Linked DNA regions of Mus musculus: all the other regions are linked to region 4. Evidence: chromatin contacts called from public HiChIP or PLAC-seq and promoter capture Hi-C data. All regions are on one chromosome and are shown on one strand. Each heading gives the region's core, a stretch centred on a gene start, on an enhancer-like site or on the middle of the called end of the contact. The rest is flanking DNA. Distances are from core to core; before and after follow the strand shown.

Region 1 (3,631 bases), core at 336-2,835, 180 kb before region 4:
AATGTAAAGAATGGGAGGAAGAAGACAAAGCGTATGTGAGTAGTGTGGGTAAGAAATAATGAGATGCGACACCTCCAGGAAGCAGGGATTGTGCTGTTTTTATTCTGTTTAAAAGCACCTAAGTAGCTAGGTATGGTGGGACACATCTGTACAGCCTGCTCTTGGGAGGCAGAGACAAGAGGATTGTAGTGTTTGGGACCAGCCTGAGCCACATAACAAAACCTTATCTCAAACCTTCCCCATCTCCAAAGCAGTTCCTAGCTGTGATCTCTTCTTACTAAATGCTGCTGAATGAAGCAGGAAGTAACAAACTAAGAAGGTGTCATTGGAAATACTGGGAAGGCAAGGCTTTGAGAGGTATTTGAGGAGGTTAAGAAATCAGTACTATTATTTTTAGCTAGTTGACTAGGAATAGGGGTGAGGCATTACCTTCAAGGGGTAGGCTGTGGATGGGAGGCTGGCACCTGAAGCCCCTAGAGTTTCCTCAAATTTGTTCCACTTTCCCTGTGCTTTTCTCTCTTGGATTCTAGATTCTCAGACCCATAACCAATTTTCTCTTTTTGTGCCTTACAAATTCATGGTAAGTTTGAAGTTGATGGGGGAGATGGCAAAGGTAGAAAGTAGGATGTTCTTTGCTTTATGGTTCATTGGTTGTGATATATGGAAGAACCATTTACTGAGAAAGGGAAAGGTCAGATAGAAACTGTTTATTGCCAGGGAAAAGAAGTCTTTGGCCAAGGGATATCTAGGTTGAAACATCCAAAAGGGAACTGGGAAGATCAGGCCTGGAGTGTAGTGGCTTTAGTTCTAGATGACAAGAATTACAATCATCAGCTTATGTGGGTAATACTAAAGGAGTGTATAGGGCATAGAAAGCAGGGACAGATAACACAGGCAATCTATGACTATTGAATATCTTTCTGTACTCTGGTGGGCTTTGATGAAGGCTTGCTTATGCTGACATGTGCTCTCTCTCCATCTCTGTATCACTCTCCCTCTTTCTGTCTCCTTCCTTCTCAGTTGCTCTAAATTTATATCTTTTGTATGTGTGTGTACATGCGTTTTATCTTGTGTGTGTGTGTGTGTGTGTGTGTGTGTGTGTGTGTGTGTGTGTGTGTACGTACATACACGTGCGTGCCAGTGCCAAAGAGTCCATTAGAAGGTATTAGATGCCCTGGAGCTAGAGTTCTAGCTACTAGGAGTGGGGACATGGGACCCAAGTAGGGTCCCCTGAAAGCAGCAAGCGCTCTTAACTGCTGAGCCATTTCTTCAGCCACCAATTCTTTCACTTGGCTGGGGCAGCTCTGGGACTTCCTTCATCTGAGCTCCTGCTGACAGTGAAGCCTGTGACCTTGTTACTCTGCAGTTAGTTCATCTCTACATCTATCTATAGCTATCTAGTTGTCTTTGGTGCTAGAATAAGAATTCTCTGACACTAGTCTTAGACAGGTAACTTAATTGTATTCATTTTGATGGCATTTCTTTTAACCTATAAGGCTAGATAAAACTTTAAACAACAGCTGCCTTTTTCCTTTCTTCTGGTATGAGAAAGAGGAACCATGGACGTGACTCCAAATCACACTTGTGTTGAAAATAGCTTTAAGAGAGATCTAATCATAGACTATAAACCTCATATACATGTAGATGTACGTATATGTATACTCTCTTTGAAGGCCCATTATGAAAACCCAGGAATAAAACAAGAACTACAAAGGCAGTAGGGAAGGACTCCTCTCTGTGCTGTTCTCCCACCCCCTTACTTTTCTTTTGTATTGAATTGAATCGGGGCTTCATACGTGCTAGGAAGTATTTCACCACTGAGCTATCATTGCAGATCCGCTCCTCTTCACCTCTGTGGTAGAGGACCAGTGTGTTTTATTGTAGATGGTCAATCTTCTGATAAAAATCATCCCTGTCCTAGGTGGCTTCTGACAGGCATAGATGTGCTTCATCATTTGGTTTCAGGGTGGTAGAAACTGTCTGCACCCTGATTCCACCCCCGTCCTCCCAGGTAAATTAAGTAGTAAAGGCAAATTAAACTATGAAAAATATTTGGTTTTTTGGTTATTTTGGGCTTTTTCTTTTGCCAAGAAATATTTTCTACCACATTCTAATCCACTGTGGTGATCACCTACCCCTGTTTCTTATCTATCTGGTATTAATTTATGTAAATATAAGCAAGAGTGAATATATTCTTCCCCTATTGTTTTACACAAATGCTAGTACAGTATATAGTCTACTTAATACAGTTCTAGCATTCTGATGAGTAAAGTGTCTATTTATTATAAACACACTGGGCTATTTTCATTTGAGTGGATGCCTTTGGTCTTTGCCATTATATCCTGGGGAATATTTCTGTATTAATACAGATAAGGTGGTCATGTATCATTTTTTTATAGAGTTGCATACTATTCCATTGTATGAATCTGTCCTTCTCAAATAGACACAAGTCATTTCTGGTGCTTGCTGTTATAAACAGTGGCTCAGTGAACAAAGGCAGCATCTTAAAGGCTTGCATAGTGCTGTACCTCTAAATGAGATTATTAAGTCTTCATTCTTAGAATTCTGGTTGGTTTTATTTATTGCTAAATTCCCAATTACTGATATTCACCAGTGAAACATTGAGACTGGGACAAACATCCCTTCAGAACTCAAGAATCATTAGAATGACTGCTCCATAGAGACATACTGGCCTATCTTGGCTTATTTTAATAATAAAACCTTTAGAAATTTTAATAATGGAACCTACTTAAAGCCCTTTGCTCAATAAGTCTGAATCACTGATCACTGTGATTACTGCCACAGCAGCTGTAGAGCAATTTAACAGGGTGATAGTGAATAAGACAAATTACACTTCAGGTTCTTAATGGATTGATATGCAGAAGTATGCAAGGGGAGATGGGGGTGGGAAAGGAGTGCCTTTGAATTTCAGCACATAGCTATAAAATAGGGAACGAGGTCACTGTAGCCATTACTACTCAGAATTAGTCATGCTGCACCAAACTCTAGAGCTCTTATGGGTAAAGTGGCCTGTTCATTATAGACAACAAATTGGGCTAATTCTCTTGTTTGTGTGCCTCTGTGGAGTGGGTGGCAATGCTAGGTGATTTGCTAATTGTTTTCTTTAGAATACTCCCCTTTCTACTGCACAATGAGTAAGTTTTTGATGGGAAAAGAGGGAGGCAGACTAGTTTCACAAATAGCTCCTGGCCAAGGGAGTATCAGTTTATGCCCTGTGAATGTGAATGGTTGAAAAAGGCAGACTGGGAAAATAAGTGGGATGCTAAATGTTTCAGTCTTGCTTACAAAGTAATATAAAGTATCCCTCTGTTGGGAGCTGGGGAGAGGTGGATCAGTGAAGAAGTAAGTATGGTACTTTGTGTGTTTCTGATTTATATTTAGGGGAGACTAGTGAGGATATGGGTCATGTGGGGGTTGAGGGCAAGCTTTGAGTGGGCCCAAGAAGATAATCCAGGGGATTTGGGTGTAGGTCAACCCTTATGGACCTTTTTTGATACCTGGTCATCTTGTGGATGCCTCAACACCTGTGAGGTATTATTGATCTTGTACCTTCATTCTCTGTAACAAACACTTAGCACACATTATCTTGTTCTCCATGGAAGCCCTTGGA
Region 2 (3,437 bases), core at 186-2,685, 170 kb before region 4:
TTACCTTCCAGTGTGCTGAATGTCAGAATTGTTCAAGATGCTACAGAGTGAGATCATAAAGTAGAGGAATTATGCTGTAAGGTGTTTTTTTTTGTTGTTGTTTTTGTTGTTGTTTGTTTTTTTTTTCCTGAAAACTGTGCCATTAAATAATAAAGATCTAGGGGCCAAGGAAATGGTGGCTCATTGATTAAGAGTGCATGCTGCTTTTGCAAAGGACCCAGGTATACATGTGGTGTACACACATACATGTAGACACTCACACATATACCTAAAATAAAACAAATAAATCTTAAGAGACTCAAAATAGGGATTTTCTTTATACAATTTGGGTAAGTCTACTCTGCTGAAAAAGAAAATGAAATTTCTGAGGCACTTAGTCTGTCTAGTCCAGTCATGGTGCTCACTGGTTTGTGTCTTTAATTTATTTCTGATGTTTTGTTAAATATTAAAATCAGTTTGGGACCTTTGTCACTGCCAACATCAAGATGGCTGGGAAAATCTCCACCTTCCTCAAGAATGACTGGGCGAAGGAGCCGCTGCTGGTAGTGTTCATCTCTGTCTGGGGCCTCGCTATAATTATCCCCATGGTTAGCCCACAACACCAAGTATGCTGCCATGATCAATCAGGCCACACCCTACAACTACCCAGTGCTTATGAGAGATAATGGGAACATGCCTGATATGTCCAGTCACCCACAGGAGCCTCTGGGCCCAAGTCTGCAATGGCTGAAGGACCTGTGAATGCTTCTGCTGGTGGAAGAGGCCCCTTCCCTGTTACCCTCTAACAAAAAAATGTGAACACCCCCCCCAGCAAAATCAGTTTTGACATAATCCTTGCCCAGTCTAGAGATGTATAAGATCATTTTAATTATTTTTCTTATAATGCCTTTTAAAAATAAAAGCATATACTAGGAGCTTGAGTATCTTTTTCTGATGGAACCCACAGTACTCTGCTTTTATTTTCTTGATCTTTAGTATCAGCAGTAACTTTTTAAGACTTGTGAAATCATGACTAATTCTGCAATAAGTAATACCACCATAAGTCCCATACTCTATTCAGGGACTTTAACTCCAGGCCTTCCAGTGTAAAGTTGATTGACTTCTGTCAGCTCTATTAGCCTAAGCCTGGCGTATGACTGTGTGAGTTGACTGAATCCAGACTTAAACTTTGATGTTTTGTATTTGGTTTTAATTTTATTTAGTTCAGTGTTTTTTATTCTTAGCTGACTTGGCTCTGAATATGCCCATCTATGGATTTGACCACGAGGATGTCTCCTCCCCTCTTCTTGAGGTGTGAAACAACCAGGCAAAGCATTTTCTTAGGCCAAGTTAAAGTCTCTTCTACTTCTGTTGTTGAGGCATGTGGTTGAGACATAGCTTTTGGTGTATAGTGGGTAGGCAGGGCAGAAACACTTAACCACAGATTCTCAGATGGGGAAAAGAAACCTAGGCCTAACTGGCCTGACTCATGCAGTTTTCTTGCTGTTGCTGTAATACCTAACTCACTGGACTGATCTATTTGCAAGATCATAGCTTTCGGTTATTTCTCGATAACCTTTGGTTCACCATGCTTCTTGCGCTTTGGAGGGATTTTAGTTTATATGGGAGATGCCAGTTGAAGGAGTCATTAGAAGAAGACTGTACCCCTGACCTCTCCAAAACCGAAATGGTTCATGCTTTCTTGTGTTTAGGCTCTCCAGAGGGCGTGCTTACCATCTTTGAAAGCAGTTTGCTGTATAACTTCTATATGGGCTCTATAATGGTTTGCCATTGCTCTTAGGAGCAGTTCTATGCTTGTTCAGTATCTGGTATTGGCCAGCACTGCGACCTCTGCCTCTATCAGTCTGTCTTCGTCCATCCTCTTACCTAAAGTTGGATGTTCTAGTTAGTCTGAATTTCTTTTGCTATTTCAGTTCCTCCAATGTGTCTTTCTGTCCTTTTTCCTCTGGACCATTGAAATACACTCTTCCTTTTGGCTTAGGGAACCTTTCCTGTATTCCTTTTCTGGGTAAGCCCAATCCTTAAAGTCTGGCTTCTGGAAGCCACTTCCTGAGCCTTGGACCAGGTAGACTTGCTTCTTTACCTAATAATGAGCTTATCAGGTTGCAATTCCTTCTTCTAGTCTGCTTTCTCTTGAGAACAACATTCCTTTAGAAGGCAAGCCCAGGAAGCTGCTTAAAATGAGAAAGACTTATACTGTCTTGGCATTTCCCAATATTTAAAAATTTATAAATTATTCTGAGGATAATGTAATTCCATGGTATCCCTCAGGAATTTAAATAAGAATTATCATTTATAAACTACAACAAAGATGTGAATTTAGGCAAATTTTTCTTTTAAAGTATATTAAAACATGTATTTTAATATATATTAAAATATATAATATATTTTTAATATACTTTAAAATTTAATAACTCTTGTTATATGTAAACCTATCTAGCAAGTGATATACACTATTTAACTCTTGAAATAAAGTTTGTGAAGAAAGATTTGATTTGTAAAAAAAAATTAAAAAGATATGTTTGGTTTGGATCAAATACACATTAATGTACTTAGAAGTTTAACTATTTGTTCACTTGTTTAAAAAATTGTGACTGACATTATATTGATGTGGGCTAGTTTGGAGGGAGGAAAACAGGATGTTTTCTTGATGGTACTTGTGTGTCTGACTGACAAGGGCACTTTGAATATTCTCATTGGCCGCTGTGATCTTGTGATTCTGGTCATTACCTGCTTAGAAATATAAGCATAGTGAAGGTGATAACCTTTATTTTCTACTTAAAGACATTACAGACCATCACACTTGTACATTTGCAGAATGGTCACATGCTGGATGCTGGTAACAGTTATGAAAGAGATTGTTATAGCGGGCTATGAGATTTAGGAAAAACCTAGCTAGTTTTAGCTCTGACTGAGATAGTATTCATGGTGCTTGGCCAGTCCTGGGGCAACTGAAGCTTTTGTTCATAAAGTTTCCTCTTAAGAAGATTTCATTAATTATAAAAAAATGCCCTGTGGGTATATACATTGAGTTCTTTTGTATCTGTCATAAATAATGGAGAGAAAACATTTGTCAGAATAGAACAGAGCTGACTGGATAATGCATCTCTCTCTTCTGACTTTTTGTGGGATTTCTTTTTAAAAATTTTAAAAGGTTAATTTTTATTTTTGTGTGTTCATCTATGAGAGTATATGCTTTATATATGTGTGTTTCTACAAAGGCCAGGAGAGAGCATCAGATTTCCTGGAAATGGAGTTACAGAACATTGTAAGCCACCGACTGTGGGTGCTGGGATCTGAACTCAAGTTCCCTGACTGGCTGGGCCATCTCTCCAGCTCTTCTTTCTTTTTAAAAGGAATAGCTATTGACTTTTGGGGGTGTTAGCAAACAATCATGACAATAAGTCTTGAAAAAAAAACAGTAAATTGTCTCAAAT
Region 3 (3,267 bases), core at 259-2,758, 180 kb after region 4:
TTCCTTTCTCTGTCCCTGCATCTCCACAGCCTCAAGCAGTGCCTTTGAAACAGGGCGTTGTGTAGCTTTGTCTTCAGTGTGGAAGGAATCTACCCAGCTGCAGACTGAGGAGAGCCAATGTGCCTTCTATTCCCAGGTCTGTATCTGCCACACTGCTAACCCAACTACTGCATCTATCCCCCTCCCCCCCCCCCCCCCCCCAGTTAGAATTATCACCACAGGGATGAGCGAGAAGTATTGAGCACTGAAAAAGCGCTTGTCTCCTTGATCCATAGTGAGTTGGATCTCAAGAGGGGGCCTACAGTCCTCCACCTGTTCATCTCTGTCTTCCTTGGAACAAGTATCTTCCGGAAATCTAAACAGGGAACAGCAAATGAGTCTTGCCATCCTGGGCTATGTCTCCAACGCCCTTTTCTCAGGGCACTGTCTCGTCTCCAGAGTTTTGTTGGGACATATTAAAGACTTTGTGTGACCATGGGTCAGGTCTCATCTTTAATTTGTCTGTATTAGTAAGTAAACCAGAGCTTTGTATCTATCTTGTTCCTTTGTCTCATTTCTTAACTGCTGTAACAGTCAAACCCTTGTGGATCTCAGCAGTGCTACAGGCCAGTTAGGCCCAGAGATTTGTACTAGAACTAGGTTGCTTCAGGACTACTTATTGGCTATGGCCGCAGGGACCATTTCCCCAACTCTAGAACCATTTCCCAGCCCTTCCCCTTGCTCTATAATCGCAATGAATTAAGAACACAAATGTATAAGTGTACCTCCCAGAGAGACATGAAGTTTGTGGGTATTTTAAGACAGAGTCTGTCTTTGTTGTTCAGGCTGGCCCTGTGACTTGTTATCCTCCTGCTTCAGTCTCCTGCATATAGCCGGGATAACAGGTGGCTAGAGTGCCCCATTCCATCTTGGGTCATTTTGGGTTTATATAAAAATATGTTCGAATTCATAATAATTAAATTGTTCGTGGTATCACAGTAGTACATTCTTCTCAGTGAAAACCAGTAAGTCCATGAGAGAAAAAAAAAGTAAAACTCACAAGTATGTTAAGGAAATTGTTACTATTGCCTGACACCTGATCCTAGGATGAATAGTCTCTCTTATTCCCCCAGTCCTGGCCCCCGGATTCTCGCTCTGCTCGGGTACCCCTCACCCCCCACCCACAGAGTCCACGTAGAAAGATTCTTATCAATTATCCGTTTCTTTCAAAATACATCTCCTCCAATTCTCCGATGACCTGTCTTCTAGATCCAAGCAGCTGGAGGAGTGAGGGTTTTGTTTGAACTATCCAGCAGCTTTTCTTTTGCCCTCCTCCCTTTCCCCTCTGCCCGGCCCGGGTTAAGAACTAGGATGTCTCGATGCCCTCCACAAGCCCGCTTGCTCGCAGTCCCTAAGCTCTCCCGCCACTGGACTTCCTCCCCTTTAAGGCCCACCCCTCCCCCATGTCCACGCCTCCCAGTCAAGCCCCACCCTCGATCCTCCCCTTTAAGGACTAGCCCAGGACGCCGAGCAGCCTGTGACGCGGCCGCCGCCCCCGGGCTGGTACTTCTCGGCGCGGCGATTCCTCCGGCCGGGCCCTGCCGTCCCGCGTTCCCCGGAGCGCACGTCTCCGGGGGGAGGGAGCAGGGCTGGTGGGCGCCCGCGGCGCACAGCGGGACCCACGGGGCCCCGCGACCAGCCGAGCCTGGAGCCGGGCCGGGGCGGGGCAGCCGGCTCCAGCCCGGAGCAAACTTCGCCGCCGGGCGGGGCGTGGCGGGGACCCGGGCCCGAGCCGGAGGAGGGGGCGGCCGCGGCCCCTGCCTCTGCGCGCGAGTCGCCGGGCACCATGCTGTCGGGCTCTCCGGGCCAGACTCCGCCGGCGCCTTTCCCCAGCCCTCCACCGCCAGCCCCGGCCCAGCCGCCGCCGCCGTTCCCCCAGTTCCACGTCAAGTCGGGCCTGCAGATCCGAAAGAACGCCATCACCGACGACTACAAGGTCACCAGCCAAGTGCTTGGCCTGGGCATCAACGGGAAGGTGCTGCGGATCTTCGACAAGAGAACCCAGCAAAAATTCGCCCTAAAGGTAAGTCTGGGCCGCCCGGGATCGCGCTGAGATCCGGTGCAGCTTCCGGTCACCCCGCGAGTGGCCGGCACCCGAGAGGACTCACGGGGACTGCCATGTTGGGGTGTGAGTGGGATCCAGCCTGGTGGCCACTCTTGGGACCCGGACGGCCTCTGCTCGCTTTACCCGGCGCCGAGGACACGGTGGCCTCGTCCTCCCTCCCTCCTTCCTTTCTGCGGGCACAAAAGGCCCTTTACTCATTGAGCTGGTTGGTCGGTCGGTTTGGAGAAGTTCGCTCTCTGAGGTTTCCTTAACCCTACTCCTTATTTGGGAGCCGGAATGTGACTTCGCTCTCCTCGGCCTCGCGAGGTCGGCGCGCAGCGGTGGGGCGCGTCGGCGCGGAGCGGCGCGGCACTGGAGACTGGGGACCCCGCCTCCGTGCCCCGCGATCGTCTGGAACCGCCAGCGCCTGGCCTGCGCTGCCCCTTAGGCTTGCGCCGGGCTGTTTCCATTGCTCCCTCCACCGTAGGAAACCTTGTCTGTAAGCCAGGCTTGGCCTAGTGCTGGTACACTGGTCCCTGGTAGCCGGAGACTCAAAGGCAGGAAATACTATTCCTGCATTTGGGAAACCCACTCTTAATCTCTGTGGGTCTACCCGTCTCTGCTTCTGTCGGTGGTAGTGGAGAATGGGGATTTCAAAAGGTCCAAGTGAAGCAGGGAAGGCTGTCATTCAGGGTCACTGCAAAGTTTTCTTCTCTCAAGGGTTTCAGGTTACACCATATCTCTAAAGGTCACTTGTCAGGTTTCTTTCTCCTGGGGTGTCTCAATGATTGGAGGAGCAAAGTACTTCCTGTGTTATATTTTGCTCTTCCCCTTCAGCCCACACAACTTGCTTTGTTTCAGCTATTCTAGAGTACAGATAGATTGAGTTATGCGTGAGGCCGTTGTCATACACGGTCAACGGGACCGAAACCTGGTACTTTGTAGGGGGAAAATAAGTTTAGTTTTTATGATGTTTTGCTGTTTTCATCTTCTGCATCACATTTAAAAAACAAGCAAACAAACTATAAGCTCTTGGGGAGTTAGCTAAGCGAGGAAAGGAGTTGGTTGGGTTGAACGGTGGCTCTGACCTTGGGGACTGGAGGCAAGGGAACAGTTTGACCACAGTTAACTGTATTGTTGAGGAAGTACAGATGTTCTTTCCCGGAAAGATTCCTCTCTCCTCT
Region 4 (3,189 bases), core at 434-2,933:
GGACACAGGCATGCAGTCCTATATCTTGACCACACCAAGGATGTTTCCTCCCAGAGTCTCCAGGCAAAGTACCATCTATTACAGTTTCACCTTGCTGGCTATCCCTAGTGTCCCAGGTACAAAGCCCCGAACAATTCATGCTCTTTGCACCTCTGGCCCTGCTTCCTATGCTTGCACTAGTCCTCCTTTGCTGCCTAACTCAGAGCACCCAGCAAGGCTGGCAAGCCCTTCCTGCTCCCCCTACAAGGTCCACAAAACCACTGTTTGCTCAGTATGCATTGCCATGCCTTCATATCACATCCAGCATCCCGCATCTCTGGGATTAGATGCCCATGTCTCCCTTTTCTGTCCTGAGCACAGTGCCTGCTTCACAGGAGATACTAGGCTTGGCTCTTGTGTTAAAAGGTGTGAAAATCCCTGGGTGGAAAAGGAGAATAGGCTTGCCAGTGAAAGGAGAGTAAGAGTGCAGGTTCATGGAAGAACATGAGTATAGCCTGCAGCATGGTCAAAGTGACACTGCAAATACCTCGTGGGCCTGAGGGGTACCCTTACCATAAAAGTAACCCAGACTTTCTAGACTGATGGAGTAGCCACATTGAACAGGTCCACCTTGCTAGAAAAGGGGGTCTTACAGCACCTGTTAAATAATGTGCTAGAGAAAATGCATGCTTCTGTCCTCTCCAAGTCCATGATCGACAAGTGCAATCCCCCATGTTCTTGCCAGGTGGAAACCTGTAACACACAGGCTGGAGTGTGGAACCCTCAGGTCTGCCCCTCCTGGCCTCACTGTGAAAAGCCACTGTAAGGGCTCTAGCTGTCACATTATCATTGGGTGGATCTGTCAGCGACAAGCTCCGGGCCTGTTCTTGCCTCTCCTCCCTGTGGTGGGGTGGGGCTGGCAGAGGAAATCACCAGGTGTGGCCAGGGGAAAGTCCCACCAACATTCTAGAGAAACATGGAATTTCCTGGGTTTTAACCCCTTGTCCAACTGCCCACTCAGAGCTGACCAGAGCAGCACAGCCCCCCTTCCCGGCTTCCCAGGATATCTGGAGTACTGGCTTATGGCTGGGAAGGTGGGCAAATTACTAAAGGTGTACAGAACTTGATACCATCAAACATGGTCTGAAAAAAAAAAACCACTTCCCAGATTCTCCATCCCCCTGCCATCCATACTACCTAAAGCACACAGTGCATTTGAGTGGCTGTGGTCAGAAAACGGCACCAGGTGGGAGCAGGTTTTGCTGTGTGTAAGGTCAGAGTAGGGGCTATGATCTGGGTGTGTACTTGTTCTTGAAAGCTCTAAAGGAAGATAAGTCCTGTCCAGCTTCTAGGAGGGGCAAGCACAGGTCCTGGCTCTTTCTAGGCAGTTTTCAACTTGGTTAACTTGTTGGACTTCTTTAGTTAACTTTAAGCAGAGCTTTGAATTTCCCTCCAGAGATGCCAGCATAGTACTCAGTGGCCTGTCACAGAGCCCCCAGCCTCCGTTCTTGGCTTCCTTGTGGCTCAGGCGATGGCCCTATGGCTTCCACTTGACAACTCACAGAATCCTCTTTCCCTTTACTGAAGGGGGAGTGGAGGTGTGTGTGGCAGCCGTTGAGATGCCTGTCCCTTTAAGAGCGAGAGGAAGGGAGGGAAAGAGGAGGGGAGAAAGAGAGAAAGAGAGAGAGAGAGAGAAGTGAATCAGGAAGTATGATAGTTAAGAGCCTGGGACTGGGTACCCCACTGCTCTCAGAGAGGCAGGAAAGAGACCTTCAGGCTCAAGACCATCACCTGCTTTGCCTGTGGATCCTGGGGGGCCCCATAGCTACCAGGATCTTCTAGGCACTGCCCAGGATTGACTTCAAGGCCTGAATCCCTGGGGGTGCCACCCAGTTCCACAAGTCTGCATTGCCCTGCAACTGAGATAGGAGATGGGGTGAGTGTGTAGTGTCTGTGGAGGAGGGTGGTGTGGGGAAGCCAGTGGGGCAGCTTCAAGTCAATACTCAGCTGAATGCCCGAGTCCTGTGTTTTTCTTGTGGTTGCTGGGAGCCTGGTAGTGTTCTGCACTCCCTCTGTGGGAAAACACTCTCAGAACGGACTGCTTGGAGGCCAGTGAGGGGCAGGGACCATGATGGCCCTGAGAAGAACCATGATTGGCCAAAAAAAGCTCCCCTCCTGGGCTCTGCTTCTCAACATGCTGATGCAAAGCTGGGGTTCAGCTTTGGGGGCCTCTACTGGCCTCTGCTTGGGATCTTTCCCCTGGGGCCCAAATAACCAGGAGAGGTTTCCAGAACAGCTGGAAAGAAGCTGGACACCGCCCCCCCCCCCCCTCTGCTCGCTTCAAGAACTGTAGGGAAGGTGACAACAGGAACAAGTTAAAGGGCTGGGACTGGTGGCCTTTGATGGGGCTGAGAATCAAACAGCACAGCAACAGCACGAAGGGGCCTCTCATCCACCCACCCTTCTCTTTCCGGTGTAGCTCAGCTCCTGGACTTGCCCCAGACAGAAAGCAAAACACACACTTGCCAGGGAGAGTCTTTGCCTGATTCTGAGCCACTTGGAGTGCAGGTATGTGTATCTGCCACAGAGGAGCCCCCGAGGAGGATAGGAGTCTGTGGGCAGGCTGGCGTTGACTCACAGAAGGCTGCTGTGCTGCACCTTCTATGCACAGAGGGTCTTGGGGATGGGAGGGTGGATGGGAGGATGATCCAGAGATAATCCAGATGTGCCACAATCAGAGCTTCTAGGTACAGAACCCAGGGCCATGCTGCCCATCTGGGATGCTGTTCTGTGCACCTCACTGCCCGCCTTCCTGACTGCAGCTATGCTTTGCCCCAGTAGCAGGGCTTGGTTGAGGACCAGCCTAGGTAGAGTCATGAAGGTGACACAATCTGCTGCCCCCAGCTGAAGGTGACACAATCTGCTGCACCCAGCTCCCAAGACTGCAGCCTTGGCCTCCACTTCAGTGCCCTGTCTGAGCCTTGCATTGGGCTGACTCCTCAGCCATACAGAGAAGCATGGACAACTCGTTCATGTTGCCTTCAGAAGGTCTCATCAGCATCCTTACCTTTGCCTAAAGCAAACATGTGTGTGTTGTCTGAAACTGGGGTGTGACTACTGATCTCTTTAAATGGCTTCTGGCTCAAAAGCTTACATTCTCCAAAGTTTGCATTTTCTTTTGTTTTTATTTATTTACATTCCAAATGCTGC

Evidence for each region. Promoter capture Hi-C pulls out the DNA fragments that hold promoters and counts their contacts. HiChIP or PLAC-seq counts read pairs in DNA pulled down with a chosen protein or histone mark. Capture Hi-C pulls out chosen DNA fragments and counts their contacts.
Region 1: an H3K27ac HiChIP or PLAC-seq map of bone marrow-derived dendritic cells shows a contact between it and region 4, with 5 times the contacts expected there. The contact joins the enhancer-like site here to the promoter of Ikbke in region 4. A contact is called at or near these places in 5 of 39 promoter capture datasets (hippocampal neurons, liver, macrophages and 1 more), 3 of 115 datasets of contacts at active chromatin or transcription factors (the HPC-7 cell line, bone marrow-derived dendritic cells and microglia) and 5 of 9 other capture datasets (adipose tissue, embryonic stem cells, liver and 2 more).
Region 2: a contact with region 4 is called in a promoter capture Hi-C map of macrophages, with 7 read pairs. The contact joins the enhancer-like site here to the promoter of Ikbke in region 4. A contact is called at or near these places in 2 of 39 promoter capture datasets (HPC-7-derived erythroid cells and macrophages), 1 of 15 datasets of contacts at CTCF or cohesin (CD8 T cells), 2 of 484 Hi-C or Micro-C datasets (Th1 cells and nephron progenitors), 5 of 115 datasets of contacts at active chromatin or transcription factors (CD8 T cells, the SCID.adh cell line, bone marrow-derived macrophages and 2 more) and 2 of 9 other capture datasets (adipose tissue and macrophages).
Region 3: a promoter capture Hi-C map of adipose tissue shows a contact between it and region 4. The contact joins the promoter of Mapkapk2 here to the promoter of Ikbke in region 4. A contact is called at or near these places in 16 of 39 promoter capture datasets (the 3T3-L1 cell line, 3T3-L1-derived adipocytes, the C10 cell line and 9 more), 11 of 484 Hi-C or Micro-C datasets (CD8 T cells, ECoMG myeloid progenitors, the HPC-7 cell line and 6 more), 37 of 115 datasets of contacts at active chromatin or transcription factors (the 230-238 cell line, CD8 T cells, DN3 thymocytes and 23 more) and 3 of 9 other capture datasets (adipose tissue, liver and pancreatic islet).

What each region holds. Positions count from the first base shown.
Region 1 is chr1:131,462,100-131,465,730 of GRCm38.p6, reverse strand. All of the region lies in intron 2 of Srgap2 (SLIT-ROBO Rho GTPase activating protein 2), which reads left to right. Among named protein-coding and RNA genes, the nearest start is that of Srgap2, 63 kb to the left of the region's middle. Within about 2 kb of position 1,585, at least 21 of the 459 cell types and tissues checked have an H3K27ac peak or open chromatin away from gene starts, as enhancers often do. A contact at or near this core is called in the HPC-7 cell line, bone marrow-derived dendritic cells, macrophages and 1 more, where this site is marked.
Region 2 is chr1:131,444,744-131,448,180 of GRCm38.p6, reverse strand. All of the region lies in intron 2 of Srgap2 (SLIT-ROBO Rho GTPase activating protein 2), which reads left to right. It also overlaps the pseudogene Gm29487. Among named protein-coding and RNA genes, the nearest start is that of Srgap2, 81 kb to the left of the region's middle. Within about 2 kb of position 1,435, at least 57 of the 459 cell types and tissues checked have an H3K27ac peak or open chromatin away from gene starts, as enhancers often do. A contact at or near this core is called in CD8 T cells, the SCID.adh cell line, Th1 cells and 4 more, where this site is marked.
Region 3 is chr1:131,096,084-131,099,350 of GRCm38.p6, reverse strand. It overlaps Mapkapk2 (MAP kinase-activated protein kinase 2), which reads left to right and starts at 1,508. Exons shown (of 10, transcript NM_008551.2): 1 at 1,508-2,062. The coding sequence starts at 1,826.
Region 4 is chr1:131,278,057-131,281,245 of GRCm38.p6, reverse strand. Ikbke (inhibitor of kappaB kinase epsilon) reads left to right here and starts at 1,683. Exons shown (of 22, transcript NM_019777.3): 1 at 1,683-1,915; 2 at 2,459-2,547. The region is part of intron 1 of Gm51644 (a long non-coding RNA gene); the gene reads right to left.